Linked DNA regions of Mus musculus: region 2 is linked to region 1. A link is a contact called in public Micro-C data. All regions are on one chromosome and are shown on one strand. The core of a region is the stretch at or near the end of the contact, and the rest is flanking DNA. Distances in the headings are between cores, read along the strand shown. Region 1 overlaps Nrf1 (nuclear respiratory factor 1). Region 2 holds the start of Mirc35hg (microRNA cluster 35, host gene).

The links. Hi-C and Micro-C count contacts between places; a contact is called where the count stands out from the background.
Region 2: a contact with region 1 is called in a Micro-C map of brown adipocytes, with 1.8 times the contacts expected there. The contact joins the promoter of Mirc35hg here to the enhancer-like site in region 1. A contact is called at or near these places in 14 of 39 promoter capture datasets (the 3T3-L1 cell line, 3T3-L1-derived adipocytes, the C10 cell line and 9 more), 7 of 484 Hi-C or Micro-C datasets (the 3T3-L1 cell line, the CH12 cell line, brown adipocytes and 4 more), 8 of 115 datasets of contacts at active chromatin or transcription factors (the HPC-7 cell line, bone marrow-derived macrophages, embryonic stem cells and 2 more) and 4 of 9 other capture datasets (adipose tissue, embryonic stem cells, liver and 1 more).

What each region holds. Positions count from the first base shown.
Region 1 is chr6:30,106,388-30,109,087 of GRCm38.p6, forward strand. The region is part of intron 6 of Nrf1 (nuclear respiratory factor 1); the gene reads left to right. Among named protein-coding and RNA genes, the nearest start is that of Mir182, 58 kb to the right of the region's middle. Within about 2 kb of position 1,259, at least 29 of the 459 cell types and tissues checked have an H3K27ac peak or open chromatin away from gene starts, as enhancers often do. A contact at or near this core is called in 3T3-L1-derived adipocytes, bone marrow-derived macrophages, brown adipocytes and 1 more, where this site is marked.
Region 2 is chr6:30,172,728-30,175,427 of GRCm38.p6, forward strand. Mirc35hg (microRNA cluster 35, host gene) reads right to left here and starts at 1,398. Exons shown (of 2, transcript NR_126540.1): 1 at 953-1,398.

The sequences.
Region 1 (2,700 bases), core at 9-2,508:
TTTGGGTTTTTCTTTTTGCTTTGTTTTGAATGTATAATTCTTGGCCAAGGGCAATGGTGAACATCTGTAACCTCGGTGCTTAGGAGGTGAAGTGAAGGCAGGAGGGCCAGAAGTTCAAGCTCAAGGCCAGCCTCAGCTGCAAAACAAGTTTGAGGACAGTCTGGCAGTATGAGACCTTGTCATGAAAAGCATCTCACTCCTCTCTCTCTCTCTCTCTCTCTCTCTCTCTCACACACACACACACACACACACACACACACACATGGGGCGGGGGGGGGGAAGATGAGGAAAAAAAGAATTCTCTTTTTAAACCACTCTTACATAAAAATTTGAGAAGGTTAAAATAAGGATTAGCAGAATAATCCATTTTGGGGGGGTGAGTTGGGGTCTATGTTGCCAAGAGTTGACTTGAACTTTTTTTTTTTTTGCCCTTGAAACTGAGACTCACTATGTAGCTCAGGTTATCCTAGACTCACTGTGTGATCAGGCTGGCGTTAACACACAAACCTGCCTCTGCATCCCAGGTGGTAGAATTAAAGGTGTGTGCCACCATACTCAGAAGGTCTTGAACTTTTGAGCTCAAGCAGTTCTCCTGCCGCAACTTCCCAGGTAGTAGAGACTATAAGTGTATACAACTGTGAATGCCTTGTTTTTCAGAAAATTGGCAGGTCGTGTTAGCAAGTTTTTCTAGGTATGCTGGATCAAGTGTGCTTCTCAGGTGCCCAGTATGATCGGTAGATGTGGAGTTGGGGGCACAGGGCACAGTTCAGTGATGCCAACCCCTGCTGCTAGTTCTCAGGGGCACCTGGAGCCAGAAACCATTCTTTCCTGAAGACTTTCCACATATTAAAAACAGTCTCCTTGGAGGAGAAGCCTCACAGCCTTTACTACAGCATTTGGGAGGTAGGAGCAGGGCAGGTGGATCTCTACATTTGAGCACAGTCTGGTCTCCATAGTGAGTTTCAAACCAACCAACTAATTAGTTCTCATTGCCACAATTGAGTAGGATAGGACTTCCATATTCTGGAGAAGTTGTACGTTTTGGAAAGAGCTGTATTTGAAAGGATATGGTAAAGACTCTTATTATGGAAGGAATTCCAGAATCATCTCTAAAAAGCCTGCCCAGGATAACTGGTTCACTCTACCTCTCTTTTGGGTGGTTTTTCTCCCTGCATCCTTGAAATTGCTGCCCTCCTCTGTATTCTCACTGGGGCCATCTTTGTCCCTGGAGCAATGATGCAACTGGGCAGTAATTCACTAGTTTCAGGAAAGCCTTCTAAAATAGTCCACACAGCAGATGCTTCGTCAGGAAGGGTTAGTCACAGCATTTGATTCATTTTCCTTAGAAAACATTGCGTCTGCTGTCAGGGTTTTTCAAGGGTTTTGTTTTGTTTTGATAAATCATGGCTGTGGTTTTTCCTATACTAACAGTAGTAAACACATGCCAAGTGTAATAAAGGGAAATGGGGCAGTCTCTAATGGGTAAAACCATACTGATAAAAAGTAGCGGAAAGGTTACCAGGGACTGGGGGAGTCCAAATGGGAGTTAAGGTTTTAACAGAATTTCTGTTTGCAATAAAATGATTCTGGAAATAGTGGTGATGTCAAACGACTTAGTGAGTGCAGTAAGTGTCCCCGAATTTTGTGTGTTAAGGTAGTAGATTTTATGTTGACTTTAAAGGAGAGAAAGGGGGAGCTGGATTAAAGTGTAAGTCTGGTGGTCTTCGGGTGGCTTCACACTAACTTACCTGGGGAATTTAGAATCTAGGTATATGGTTCATACTTGAGGCCAGCTAAATCTGAATTTTGTGGCTGAAACTCAAATACCTGTAGTATTAACCCCTCAGATTTTGTGTTACCCACTGATATATATATATATATATATATATATATATATATATATATATATATATATATATATATATTTTTTTTTTTTTTTCAAGATGCCTCTCCATGCAAAGCAGGCTTCCTTACATTATCTTATAACTCAGGCAGGCTGGTGCTGAACTCCTGATCCTCCCGTCTCTGACTTCCAAGTGCTAGGATTTTAGATATTTGCTACCATATCCAGCAGGCATTCTTACTATCTGAGGGTTTTCAGAGTGTGAATGTGCCATGCCATGCTATGCCATGATTTACCAAATATCAGTTAGAGGGGATGGGGATATATATAGCTCGGTGGTAGAGTGCTTGCCTAACACATACCAGACACTAGGTTTAAGCTGCAGTGTCACCAGAAGGGACAGACAGACAGTCATCTTCCTCTGTGGCCTCCACCTGGCTGGGGAGATGCCTTGGTGTATAAAGGGCTTGTCACACAATTATGAGGACCTAAGTTTAAATACCCAGAAACACTCCCTTCCCCACCCCCCATGTGTGTCTGTCTGTCTGTCTGTCTGTCTCTCATACACACACACACACACACCTTTTTTAAAAATCAGGCAGATTGGGATATGGTGTAGGGGCAGCAAGCACGTGGGGCACTTGCCTCCAAGCCTCCCACAACTGAAGCCCACTACCTCAGGCCCATATGGTAGAAAGTGAAAACCAACACACATGGCCACAGAAAATAAATCAATCATAATTTTTAAAATATGTGATGTAAGCTGGACATGATGGCACATGCCTTTAATCCTAGCACTTGAGGGAAGCAGGCAAGTGATCTCTGAGTTTGAGGCCATCCTGGTCTAGAGAGTGAGT
Region 2 (2,700 bases), core at 148-2,647, 66 kb after region 1:
TTAGCCAGCAGGAAACCTAGAAGGCCCTGTCCTAACTATCTCTGACAGAGACGGCGCCCAATAGGGCACCCGCCCCCCATCTCTGTCCCTAATCTCCTAATCAGAATTGCATCCCTTGCGCTAGCAGATCTTTCTACTTAGTGTAGGGGTGCCAAGGATGAAGGAAGGGCTCAGCCTGTAGGGCTCCGCAGAACTGAGCGATCCCTGATGCCTGGGCTGCATCGCCACTGCCGGTAACTATTGGATACACCGACTAGTAAAACATCCGAGACATGTTCCGGGGGCAGGATTCTGGGGACCTGGGAGCAGCCCTTGCTAACCGAATTGGTTCGGACTCAGAACTGGTATCCGCTTGCTCCAGGCCGGAGGATACAGAAGGAAGGCAAGCTGAGTTCTTGGACCAGCTTTTCCCAGGGGACTGGGCGGGGCAGGCTCCGGGCCACGGAAGCGATAACCAACCTGCAGTGAAACCCTGAGAAGGGGCTGGAGAAACCAGCTCGACGCAGGAACGCTCCCCAGCCCGCGTCGCGGCCAGCCTCCCGGCCTTGCACTTCCTCCCAGGCCCAACAGGGCGGCGAAACTCCCGGGACCCCAGCCGAATTCCTCCGGGAGGCGACATTAGGGCGGGCAGCATCAGGCACCGAGCCAAACCCAACCTAGGCTCAAAATGCCCCCCGCTTTCTTCCCGCCCCGGGAACCGCACTGGATGCGGTGCACATGGTACTGAGGGCCCCGTCCCCTGGCACCTCGCCGGCATCCCCGCCAAAAGGCCAAGGAAGTCAGGAATTCACAGTGCCGCGTCATCCCCGAAGGCCACAGCCACGACGTGGCCTCTGCTTGCCCCTCCGGCCGCCCACAAAACTGGGTGCTAGAACTGTTGGCCCTCCGGCACCCGCTCCACCTTCTCCCTGGCCCAGCACTGGCTCCGCCCGGCCCCGCCCCGCACACTCACCTGCGCCGGCTCCGGGCTGGGCTCACCGCCGCCTCCCAGCTCTGCTCCGAGTCCACACCCGAGGAACTAGGCAAAAAAAGGGCCCTCGTTTGGAGCGGGCCCAATGGACAGAACTTGAGGCGTGCCCAGGTTGAGCCGAGAGCGGCGCCCCAAATCACCAGGACCTTGGCGGGAGGAGGTGGCGCCGGAGCGCGGAGCCCAGCGGGGGAACAAAGAGGAGCCGGGATGGGGCCGCGCGCTTCCTGGGTGTCGGGTGACAGGTCTGCAGGGGAAGGCCCCGGCCGAGCCACCTGAGGAGGAGCCTCTTCCACGCAGCAGGCGGGGTAGGGCTGAATGGTCACCGAGCCCCAGAGGCAGACGAAAGGGGTGCACCAGGTGTGACGATCGTGTTCAAGGAAGGAGGCTAGCAGGCTCCGGCGCCGAGACCCGGGGGCTCGACGGAGTGCAGAGATAATGACTCCGGGAGGGTTTTACCGCCCCCAGCGCCCCGCCCGCCCCCCGCGCCGCGCCATTGGCTCAGGTGCTGTGGGGCGGGGGAGGGACGGGAGGCGGACCGAAGATGATTCACCTTGAATGTTGCTCCGGTTGGTGCGCGTCGTAGGGCACGCCCGACCGGGACTGCGGATACGTCGCGAGCCCCGCCTGTTCGCCGAACCCAGCTGGGTTTGGCCCCTAAGGGGTCCCGCTGCCCACTCGCTGTTCTAGCCTCCTACCTTGGGCTGGGGTGCCGCCGGCCGAGGTGTGCCCCGATGCCCTACCATCCCACCTCCCTCTGAACCCCTTGCTAGCCAAGGTGTGTGTAGCACAGCAAACTTGGAAATCCGACTCTGGGCTGGGGGAGGGGAAGTGCGTTTGGAGGCCAGGAGTACTGTGGGACCACACTAGACGGTACTCTGCAGCCGGAGAACTGGCCACAGTCTGTTCTGCCTCGGTGGGAGCACCCTGGCCCGAAGGTAGAGAGTTGGAGTGGGCACCAGAGGCTCGCCACTCGTCCTAACCCACCTTTGCCTAGCCCTGAAGCCTCACAGGTGTCTGGCCGCCGCCGCCGCAGGGAACAAAGACCGCCTGTCCCGGAAGGGGGAGGGGAAGGGAAGCCACCCCCAGACCCCTTCCCATCTCCCTTCCTGCCCCTCCACTGCCGCAGTGGCTCCCCCGGGAGGGGGCGGGGCCATCTGGAACGAGGACGGGGATTAGATCCCTCGGAACCTTCTTAGCTAGGATGCCACCCCGGAGCCTCTGGGGAGGAGCAGAGTTAAGGTACACCCTAGCTGTCTCGTTTGAAGTGGCCTCTTCCTTCTCCCCAGCATCCTGAGACCAGAGAGTGCGCACATCCCCCTCCCCTGCTTTGAGCGCCCTCCCATTCCCTGCCGCGCCCGGCTGCCCCAGACGGCAACCACAGTTCAAAACCAGATTAAAATAAAACGTTAATCCGCCTTCCTCCCTTTTAGCTCCTAGTTCTCCCAATGAATCCGGGCAGGTCTGACCGCCTAGAAGCCTCTAAAACCGGGTGTGGGGGTGGGGTGGGGCTTAGCTGATGTTCCCACCAAACTAAAGGGCCCTTGCGCTGAGACTGAAAACCTTGAGCTCAAGCGAAGTAAATGGATTAGGGGAACCGAGCCCCTGGATTCCTCCCTCCCCTGCTGTCTGCCAGGGTCCGAGAATGACGCTGCAGATACGAACCCTTCTAGATACTCAGCTCCTGGGCAAGACCTGCTTCAGCCATGGATGTTACAGACAGATGGCTCCGG